Regions from separate parts of the Mus musculus genome. Here region 2 is linked to region 1. Evidence: chromatin contacts called from public HiChIP or PLAC-seq data. All regions are on one chromosome and are shown on one strand. Each heading gives the region's core, a stretch centred on a gene start, on an enhancer-like site or on the middle of the called end of the contact. The rest is flanking DNA. Distances are from core to core; before and after follow the strand shown. Region 1 has its middle 18 kb from the start of Ppp3ca. Region 2 holds the start of Dnajb14 (DnaJ heat shock protein family (Hsp40) member B14).

The links. HiChIP or PLAC-seq counts read pairs in DNA pulled down with a chosen protein or histone mark.
Region 2: an HNF4G HiChIP or PLAC-seq map of pancreatic cancer cells shows a contact between it and region 1. The contact joins the promoter of Dnajb14 here to the enhancer-like site in region 1. A contact is called at or near these places in 11 of 39 promoter capture datasets (the 3T3-L1 cell line, the C10 cell line, the SN4741 cell line and 6 more), 7 of 484 Hi-C or Micro-C datasets (CD8 T cells, Sertoli cells, liver and 3 more), 10 of 115 datasets of contacts at active chromatin or transcription factors (astrocytes, embryonic forebrain, embryonic limb bud and 7 more) and 1 of 9 other capture datasets (pancreatic islet).

Annotation. Positions count from the first base shown.
Region 1 is chr3:136,649,096-136,654,649 of GRCm38.p6, forward strand. No RefSeq gene overlaps it. Among named protein-coding and RNA genes, the nearest start is that of Ppp3ca, 18 kb to the right of the region's middle. Within about 2 kb of position 2,021, at least 26 of the 459 cell types and tissues checked have an H3K27ac peak or open chromatin away from gene starts, as enhancers often do. A contact at or near this core is called in the SN4741 cell line, pancreatic cancer cells and uterus, where this site is marked.
Region 2 is chr3:137,866,039-137,871,592 of GRCm38.p6, forward strand. Dnajb14 (DnaJ heat shock protein family (Hsp40) member B14) reads left to right here and starts at 1,637. Exons shown (of 8, transcript NM_001033155.1): 1 at 1,637-2,018. The coding sequence starts at 1,886. It overlaps H2az1 (H2A.Z variant histone 1), which reads left to right. Exons shown (of 5, transcript NM_016750.3): 4 at 1-102; 5 at 348-884. The coding sequence ends at 409.

The DNA.
Region 1 (5,554 bases), core at 771-3,270:
TATCCAGGGATCCATCCCATAAACAGCCTCCAAATGCTGACACCATTGCATACACTAGCAAGATTTTGCTGAAAGGACCCAGATGTAGCTGTCTCTTGTGAGACTATGCCAGGGCCTAGCAAACACAGAAGTGGATGCTCACAGTCAGCTATTGGATGGATCACAGGGCCCCCAATGGAGGAGCTAGAGAAAGTAACCAAGGAGCTAAAGGGATCTGCAACCCTATAGGTGAAACAACATTATGAACTAACCAGCACCCCCTGGAGCTCGTGTCTCTAGCTGCATATGCATCAGAAGATGGCCTAGTTGGCCATCCATGGAAAGAGAGGCCCATTGGTCGTGCAAACTTTATCTGCCTCAGTACAGGGGAACGCCAGGGCCAAGAAGTGGGAGTGGGGGAGGGAGTGGGGAGGGGGGAGCAGGGGGGGGAGCGGGAGGGACATTTGGGATAGCATTGGAAATGTAAATGAAATAAATACCTAATTAAAAAAACAAAATAAAAAAATGTTTGATATATTTAAATACACTAGATTTTCTTGATTTTCATATTCATGCTTTGAGTGTCTTTTAAATAAAAAGGTAAATGATTTAATCCATTCACATTTGTCTCTTGGAGGATAGATATGAAGAACTCCAAATATTCTGAATATAATATGTGTATTATATAAAATGATATGCCATTTGTATATAACTTATGCCCACCCATGCCTATACTTCAAACCATGTCTATTTCACTTGTGAATCTGGAGTTAAACGTAGGACAGTACTAATGCAGAGAAACACAGGTAGAGTTTGGAACTATACCTAGACCCACAGTCAGAAGCCAGACCGCATTTATCCGTATGTCTAAGGACAGAGAACACCACGCTTGACACCACCATCTCATTAAAATGTACTTGAAAACATAATAACCTTTTCCAATTTCTTTTAATACAATTTGTAATTGAAACTGAGCAATGTTTTGTGTCAAAAGAGTTGATTCAGAGCAACCAAGTACAAATAATATATTTAATTATGGAGATATACTGCTTGGGCCTTAAGAGATGGGATGTTATATTATTTCCTCATGTTTGTAGATTAAAGGTAAATTCATGCACAAATTTTATTTCAACAGCTAGGTATATATGGAGAAAGACCTGATCACTATTGGCAAGCAAATATATGCAACTTTTCCCCCTTGAGAACAAGTGGACATCAGGAATTAAATGAGACTGAATTGGAGCCAAGATCTGTAAATACAGTGTGAAGTAACTATCCACTTTATACTATGTTTTATTCTTTGCATTTGTACTTTCTCAATCCTAAGCTTGTATATCAATATTTTCATGAGCAGCTCTTCTAATAGTCTTGTGAACTAGTCAGTCAGATGAATCCTGCGTGGTTTCATTCTAAGTACATTTGTTTTAAAACAACAAGAGAATGATAGGTCTCCAGAATGAACTTTGATTTTTACATAGAAACTATACTACACTAAAAGTGTTGGGAAAAGAAGAGGGATTAGTGATGGATGGAAGGGATTAATAATAGTTTGGCTCACAGCTTTAGAGTTCATTCCATGTTCACTTGGTCCCATGAGCTTTTGCAAATCACTATGGCGATAGGGGTGTATTTAGGGGTAATGTCTGCCTCTTTGCAGATACAATGCAGAATGTGTGACAGAGAAAAGACCAAGACAACATAGTCCCCCCCAAAGTGGACCAAGCGTTCTACTTCATCTAGGTAGACACCACCTTCCCAAGTTTCTAAAACCTCCCAAAATACCACCATAAACTGAGAGTCAAGCATGGAACAAGTGGACAAACTGAGGAACATTTCATATTCAAATCGTAAAGTTCCTCTTCCAGATTCTCATGGCTATTCTGCCATACAAAACGAGTCTCCATTCATCTTAAGAGCTCTAATATTAGTCAGACATTCATACCCAAACTTGCTCATGACCCAAGGCAAAAGTGTAGCTGTGAGCAGTTCTACAAATAGGGAAAAATTAAACACATTCACCATTTAGCTGACAGAACAAAAGGAAGGGATGGGTTAATAGCAGTGACTAATAGGCCTGGACTGAAACCAAACCCAGCAACATCAACAGTAAATCCTGGACAAACAGATCTCACATCAGACACATATGGTGACTTGGCTGGCCTGACTCTACGGCCTTTGCATTTGCAGCCTCTCGTTCAGACCCAGTCCACCCCTTCTCTGAAGCTTTACTAACCAGTACTCTACGTTGCTGGCATTTCTAACATCCTAAAGTCTCTACTGCACTTTAGGGTTCAGTCTTGTTTCTGTTTTTGTTGCTGTTGTATGTTTGCTTGTTTTAATAAGATTTATCATTTTATTTTGTGTGTGTGTGTGTATGAGAGTATGCCACACGTGTGAGCAGGATGCATTATGAGAGCAGAGGTGTTAGATCCTCTGGAGCTGGAGTTACAGGCTGTTGTGAACCTCCTGTTGTGGCTGCTGAGACTGTTGATTCACATCCTCTGGAAGAATAATACACACACTTAAGCGCTGATCCGCTGATCCTCCCCTTCAGCCCAGTATTTACTCTTAACAGCTTCGTGCACTCTCCCCTGCAGGAATCCTGACACTATGATGTGCTGCCTGGCCCCTTAGCATTCCTAGAGGAGAAGCCTCCTTGCCCCCTTAAGTTCAGCATTCTGCATAACTAGGAACTCATTATCATGTGGACAATATGAAAGTCTGATGCCAGCCACCCTACCATGGGGGGCAGCCGACTTCGAATATCTGCATGACTGAAGCCGGTGAAACACTTCCCTAAACAGCTCTGTGAATGCAGAATGCCCTAGAGTTCTTTTCTCAGACCAAAAAAAAAAAAAAAAAAAAGTCATTCAATTGAGTTTAAAAAAATGGTATATCCTTTATTCTATGAAGGCTAGATGTCTGGATCAATTTCTGAGGAGTCTGCAAGGTTTCTTTCTTGTTTCAGTACAAAGTAATTGATTTCCTTATCTTAAAAACAAAACACCTTTCATCAGTGTGTGTGTGTGTGTGTGTGTGTGTGTGTGTGTGTGTGTGTGTGTGTGTGTGTGTGTTTCATGATGGAGGCCAGAGCCAAATCTGTGGACTTAGCTCTTTCCTTCCACCTTTTTGTAGAATCTGGGAATTGAACTCAGGCCATTAAGAATCACAGCAAGCGTTCACCAGCTGAGCCATCTTGCCAGCCCCTTGATTTCTTTGACTGCCTCTAATCTGTTTCACCACCATATCTATCCTCCTGGTCCACAACTTTGAACTATATGCTTTCCCAGCCCCATTACTTGTTTTTATAAAATTCTTTCTACTCTTCATTTTGCTCTTACTTCTCAGACCATGTTCCTGCCTCAATGATGTGCTCACTGGACCCTCCTCTGCTGAAGTGACTAGTCTCTTACTTTAAAATTCAACTGCATTCACATACTCAGGTCACAGATAAATAACTGGCCAGAGTATAACATAGAGGTCTTAGGTTCAATTCCAAACTACAAGTTCATGTCTAATTCCTCTTGAACCTGGCTTCCACTGTCCACATTACTACTGGCCGTGTGATCTTATGAACTCACTAGAATTACCCATTAAGCTTACAACATTTTAGGGCTTTCTCTATCCAGAGTTTCCAAATTCTGCCTATAGAGCATGGAGAGATGGATCGGCAGTTAGGAATAATTGCTGTTCTTGCAGAAGACCCAAGTTCAGTCCTTAGAATCTATATTTGTTGACCCACAACTACCTATACCTCTAGCTCCAGGGGAGTGGATAGCCTCTTATTGCTTCCACCGAAACCCACACACACGTAGAATATACACACAGGTGCATAAACACTAATAAAATATAAAAAGTAAATCTTTTAAAAACAATTTTCAATGAAAATGAGTTTCAAAGGTTTAATAAGCACATGGTCAGGCTTAGTCACATCAACGACCCCCCTTGTTTCTTCTTGTGGTTGTCACAGAATGCACAAGTAAAGAACCTGAAAGACATTGTTTTGGCTCAAGGTCTCTGAGGAGTCTGTTCACTGCTTCCTGGCTCCAAGTACTTAGGCAAAATGCATAACTGTGGAAGCATATGCAAAACTGGGTCTTAACCTCATGACAGGTGAAGAGGAGATGGGGCACCAGAAAGAAAGGCAGGACAAAGACATCTTTTTAAGGAGATACTTCTTGTATCCATTTCCCCTTCCTCTTCTTTTGAGCATCACAGAGTGGGAAGAAAGTGAACAAGGAATTGCAGTGGTGAGATTCACAGGCTTTGTGGTATTGATTTTGATGTCTTAAAGAACGCAACCTGCTTGCTGGCATTAGGTACAAATCACATGTATTTCCCTTGATATGTTAGCCAACATGTTCATTAGATTAGTTTGTCTGCGGACTAGTAATGAGGAGAGGAGGTTAAGGGAATATTTGGTGCATATTGCACTAAGATGTGACTGTAAGTTCATTACATGTACTTTTTAATCTCCAGGACAATATCATGTATAGTTATCATTGGTCACATTCCTCAGATTAAGAAACCAAGATTAATAAAGATTAATTAGCCTGTCAGAAGTCACACATCCAAACAACATTTGCTAAGAGACATAGCTAATATAAGAGGCTGATTTTATATCAATTTATTTAACTCTATAGGTGGGTATTGTGTCTGGGTATAAAATTCTGACATCAGAAAGCCAAGAACTTTATTCATAAAAGACCTCAATTTATACTATAATTCTGTATTTACTACCTACCCATAGAACCATGGGGCAAGAAGCACCGATTCAGAGCCTTGGTTTACTTGTGCCTATAACAGAAAACTGAAGACATTGTTAATGTTCCTCCAATGTCCTTCTCACCATCTGGAACACCAGTCCCTCAAGTGTTGTAAGGTGAGTGACAGCATTCCTCTTCCTCGCAAAACTGTGTCCAGCATGCTGCAAACATACATCTCCGTATGCCTCCAGAGATCTTGACCAATGACCCATAAAGCAAGATCAATATGACAAGGGCCTGAGGCATTGCACTTTATGCCCCTGTTGGATAAAAGGTGAGCCAAGAATCACCTGAGACTACCTTCTCCCTTAGCTTCTTTTTCTTGTTCATTCCTGCTTACCTTGATTTCTCAGTCATCATTTGAAAAAGAGCTCTATCCAAAGATTCTCCTAAGACAGAAACAGTCACTTAAACATTAAGAATAAAATAAGACAAATATCTGTAAATCATTTTATCAATTATGGATTGTGAAACATTGATATTGATCTCATGCAAAATTGTAAAACAAATTAGGGTCAACATTTTTATTTTTCCCCTAGACTATCAGGTTACTATCTCTTAGGTTCATGAAACGTTTCTGTTGTTCCGTCTTGCATATCAGAAATTTTGAACACTTTTATGTCTGGGTCATAAGGCTGTTTTTCTATATTCTTATGTGACAGTGCATCCAAGGAACTACAGAGGAGAAAATGAGGTCAGACCGCTGTCCTTGGTTATAGCAGTATGCTCTGGGTGACTGAATTTTAATGATTAACAGATACTTGGCATTTTCATTAATATCTTAAAAATGATTCTTTGAATTATATTAT
Region 2 (5,554 bases), core at 387-2,886, 1.2 Mb after region 1:
AAGACTTAAAGGTAAAGCGTATCACCCCTCGTCACTTGCAGCTTGCTATACGTGGAGATGAAGAATTGGATTCTCTGATCAAAGCTACCATTGCTGGTGGTGGTATGTCATCCCTAAACTCCTAACATTCTATTTAAGAAGAAAATTCCTACACTCCCATTGTTTCTAGAAGAGATTTCAGTACAGGGTGCTTTCATGGGGTTTGGCTTTCCACTTAGTTTTTGCTAAGATCATTGTTCATCCCTCAAGTTTTCACTTTGTATATGAATTTTACCTGCTTTGAGTTCATGTATTGTTTTTTTAAATGTTTATCCAGAAGGTAGACTTAATCTGTGTCCCTCTCCTAGGTGTCATCCCACACATCCACAAATCGCTGATCGGGAAGAAAGGACAACAGAAGACTGTTTAAGGATGCCTGGATTCCTTATTATCTCAGGACTCTAAATATTCCTAACAGCTGTCCAGTGTTGGTGATTCCAGTGGACTGTATCTCTGTGAAAAACACAATTTTGCCTTTTTGTAATTCTATTTGAGCAAGTTGGAGGCTTAATTAGCCTTCCAACCAACCAAATTTCTGCATTCGAGTCTTAACCATATTTAAGTGTTACTGTGGCTTCAAAGAAGCTATTGATTCTGAAGTAGTGGGTTTTGATTGAGTTGACTGTTTTTAAAAAACTGTTTGGATTTTAATTGTGATGCAGAAGTTATAGTAACAAGCATTTGGTTTTGTACAGACATTGTTTCCACTCTGGTGGATAAGCTCAATAAAGGTCATATCCCAAACTAGCTTTAAACTTGCTTAATAATCGGGACTTACCTTAGATCTCACTCAGCAACAAGTACATTCTCTGCTTACTAATTAAACAGTGCATCTGTAGTCATAACCCCGTGGTACTTTTGTTGTTTCTTTGTATCATATGACCTCTTAGGGTCTTAAAACTTGGGAAGAAGCTGGAGGTAACTGCTTTTGGCGTCCCCCCCCCCCCCAATTGACAGTTAACTAATGTGAAAGGGCCTGTATCCTAAGGTGGGACACAAGTACAGAGACCCTCAGGGTACAACGAAAGTACCTCCACCGAATGAACTTCGGATATAATTTGCTTTTAGTGACCAGACACAGGTGTGAAATGCTAGTCACATCTTGATTCATGCCAAGCATGTTCCATTATTATACATTGACCCCTTTCCCCTCCCTGAGCCTTAAGACATGTATCCTAATTCCTGGAGCAAATCAAACAGAATAGGAGGTGCTTAAGCAGCCTATGTGGATGAAAGAACTTCCTGCCTTACAGCTGCTTTAACCCAAAGAGCTGCATTGTACCTGCCAGGTGGCAGGTGGGTCAGATGTGCCGCTGAGAAGGGCTGGGGAACTGCGGGGGTTGGGGGTTCCAGGGCTTCCGATCCAAAGCAGGAAGCGCCTGTAGGACGAATCCATGCGGCAATCACTCCCTAACGGAGGCCCAGGGCTTCCCAAGACCTAAGGGCCAGGAGGCCTGGCCTCTGATCCTTGTGGATCTGGTCGTGAGGGTCCCTGTCCCCACCCCGGTGGCGCGGAAGGCGGGCTCCGGGCCACACCGGAGCCTAGGGGCCGGGGCGTCCGCGCTCCGCCAACCCACGGCCTCCCCGCCCTCCTCCCGGGTTACCGCGTCGGCTTTACGGTCCGCCAGGCCCGGGAGGGACGCGGCTGGCGCCGCTGCGGCCGCGGGGGGCGGGGAGGCGGCCGTGAGGAGGCGGAGCTGCGAGGCCGCCCGTCGCCGGGCCGCCGCCGCGGTGCCCGCTCCTCCCCGCGCCGTGCCGCGCCGTGCCCCGCCCGGCCGCCTCGCCTCCTCCGCGGCGGGCCCCCCTCGCAGCTGCGCGGCCGCGGACACCGAGGCAGGCGCGAGCCATGGAGGGCAACCGCGACGAGGCGGAGAAATGCGTGCAGATCGCTCGCGAGGCCCTGAGCGCCGGCAACCGCGACAAGGCCCAGCGCTTCCTCCAGAAGGCCGAGAAGCTGTACCCGCTGCCGGCCGCGCGCGGTGAGCCCCGGCCCCCGCCGTGACCCCGGCCCCCGCGCCCTGCGCCCCGCCGGCCGCGGCCGCTCCAGCACTCAGGGACACAGGCGGGGCGCTGTGGGGTGCTGGGTGACGGGTCCCCTCCCCAGATCAGCCTAGGCCCCTGTGAAGTGACAGGAGCGGGGACTCCAGCGGCTTCTCGGGCTTCACCATCCCCGGGTTCTGTAATTTGTCCGTTCCTTAAGCAAGTATCTTCGAATACCTTAGATGACACTGCTTTTCCCAGGGAGGAGAGAGCCCTTACAAGACAGCTCCACTTTCGAAAGGGATGGTGAAGTTATTGATGATTCCTAAATAGTGTCTGGTTTGATATGGCACCGTAAGTACCCGCAAGTTCGGTACATCGCTAAAGAGTAGGCTATGGACTTACCCTACTTTAATTCACCTTATTCATTGTCTAACTCTACAGTCAACACAACACTCACAAAGCGCCACGAGTTGTGCCTAGTATTTTATATGCCCCTCTTATTCCTCAGAAAAGTACCGTGTTATTTGACCATGTGCAGAAACTTTTGCCAAATGAATGAATGAATGAATGAAATGAATGAAAATACCTTGCCCAAGGTCGTATAGGAATGGGCAAAGTCATAATAGGCACTGAGTTTTAATCTCTACAAGGCCTTTACTACCGTTTTTTGGTTTTGTCTTTTTTTTTTTTTCCCATGCCCATAGGATGACATTTAACTGTTGTTGAAAGAATTTCCAGGTTAAGAGGATTAAGAGGAAACTTGATAAGCAGCCCCCTGTTTTAATTTATTGTTTTCTTAATTCTTTTTACATCGTTGAAGCCTTTTATCTCTGCTGATTTTCACTTTACCTTTTTGTTAGCATTGGGACAGGGCAGGAAAAGATAGTGAAAGAAAAGTTAATTGTAAAAAGTGTGAAATAAAAATTATCATTTTTAGGTGTACAGTTTAGTAGTGTTAAGTATTTTCATGCGTACCACAGGATCGGTATTTTTTTGTTTTTTATCTTACACCAGTTAAGTAACCCCCTGTACTCTCCTGTTTCCTGGTAGCTCCCTTGCTACTGTCCATTCTCATAGACTAGTCTAATTTGGTACCTGATCTATGTGAAATCGTACAGAATTTGACTTTGCATGTCTGCATTATCTATTTACTTACTAACTTCAGATTTCATCCATATTGCAACCCGCGACAGATTTCCTTTTTTAAAATTGCTGAACAGTATTCTATTATTTATATACCCATGTGCCTAGGTGTGGCTGTGCACATACACATTTAACATCACCTTTTCTTTTTGGAGGGTATTTATTTAGCGCGTTGCGTGCATGCGTGCGTGCAGAGGAATAGGTCTCTCCCCACATAGTGTAGAGATTGAGCACAGGTCTAAGCTTTGACACTAGCTGTCACAAATTCTTACTTAGTCCCTGTCAATGATGTTTGGGTTGCTTCCACCTCTTTTGTGTTGAGTAATGTGCCTATGAGCATGAGTGTCTACAAGCCTGATTTCAGTTCTGCATATATACCCAGAAGTGGGATTCTTGGGTCATATGGTAATTCTAATTTTGATTTTTGAGGAACCAGCACATTGTTTTTCCAGCCCGGCTGCACCATTTTCGTACGATCCGCGTGGTTCCAGCTTCCCAATGTCTGGCAGAGCGTGGCAGCTCCGTTTTTTATTTGCAGTGATAGTCACTAGTGACTATGGGGACAGGTCGCTGGCGTTTTGATATCATTTCTCTGATGATTAATGATGTTGAACAGTTTTTCATTTGGCGACTTGTATTTTCTTGGGAGAAAAGTCCTCTAAGTTGTTTGCTCATTTAAAAATCAATCTAAGCTAGTTCCAGGACAGCCAGGGCTACACAGAGAAACCCTGTCTCAAAAAAACCAACCAACCAACCAACCAACCAAAAACCCAATCAACCATCCAACAAAATCAGACTGTTGTTATGGATATCGAGTTATAAGGGCTCTTATATATTCTGGACATTATGTCTTTGTCATTTATATTTTACAGAGCTTATTTGTTCTTTTAGGTCATCTCTCTACCCTGGGGACTGTCATTGGAGGCCTGAGTTTTATGTAGTCGGTTTCATTTGTCAAGTTTTGCTATGTTGTCTGGGCTTTTTGGTGCCATATTCAAGAAATCATTAGCAGGAATTACCCGTAGATCCCTTTTACTGTGTAGATATATTTAAATCAGTTGTCTTCTGCTCTTGGAAGGACACTTTTAATATTAAAGTAGTAAGTACCCTGGGCGAGGCACCTTGGCTTAGAAGGCCTGGCTCTTCACCAACTGCTTTCCACGCGGTCTCTAGTCCTTGTCGTTTGTGAGGCAGGTACAGTGTACTGATCCTGGGTATGCGGAGGACTAAACGAGTTGATATAAAGCATCTAATGAATCTTTCCTATTTTACAACTCCGGTCATCTAAGAATCCTTAAATCGTGCCCAGATTTCCAGCGGTCACGCTTCTACTGTGCAAGCAGCTCCAGTGAGTCTGCTAAAGGACACTGTCAAAGTGCAGGGTAATTATGGCTCTGAAAGTCATGGGTGTAGGGAAGGCGAAGGCATGGAAGACAGACAGTCAGGGGCAACGAGATTCTAAGGGGATAATCATCCAATAAAGTGGTAGGGTACCATTGTGAAGTAGTCTAAAACAGTTCAAATACAGACTTTGCCATCTCTATAAGCCATTCTAAGCTTTAATTACAAGCAAAATACAAGATAACAGCAAAGAGTGGATGTGACCCAAAATTAAGCAATGTGACTCTTGTGCGAAAACCATATTTTACAGAGTATCACAGGAGATGTTTATGAGAATAATTTAAGAACTCAAGAGGGGAAAATCTGGAATATTTATGAAAAGACCCTAATAAAGATCTTGTATAGGAGGAAATTGGTACTTTCGAGTGACTTGAAGTTTTATTCCTGAATTTTACCTATTCTAGATGTGTACCAAACTAATAGCTCAGGAAGCTGACTGGATAGGTTTTAGGGTCTGCCTATACTCTTCATTTCCATCGTTCATTTCCATGGATGTGATGAGTGGGAGACCACAAGATCAAATTCCAGCCTTTCTGTCATCTTAAAATTTCATATCAAGTGAGAAGGAAATTTGATAAAACCTTTCAATAAACTGGCAAGCTCTTCTCTTGAGAAGACATTTGATATTGAGAGGGAAGTGCTGTCCACCGTCTAGCTGAGACTCTTCACTTTCGACTAGCAAGGATTGCAGATGCTCATCCTCTGGGTTACATTTGTAGGTTTGTTTAATTGATGTGGTTTAGCACTTGGGAGAGGTGTACAGTTTCACTGCCGTGAGGCTTTGAGCACATAGTTTTAATTTTTAGATTTTTCTTTTTTCTTTCTTTTCTTTTCTCTTCTTTTTTTTTTTTTCCCGAGACAGGGTTTCTCTGTATAGCCCTGGCTGTCCTGGAACTCACGCTGTAGACCATGCTGGCCTGGAACTCAGAAATCCGCCTGCCTCTGCCTCCCAAGTGCTGGGATTAAAGGAGTGTGTCACCACTGCCTG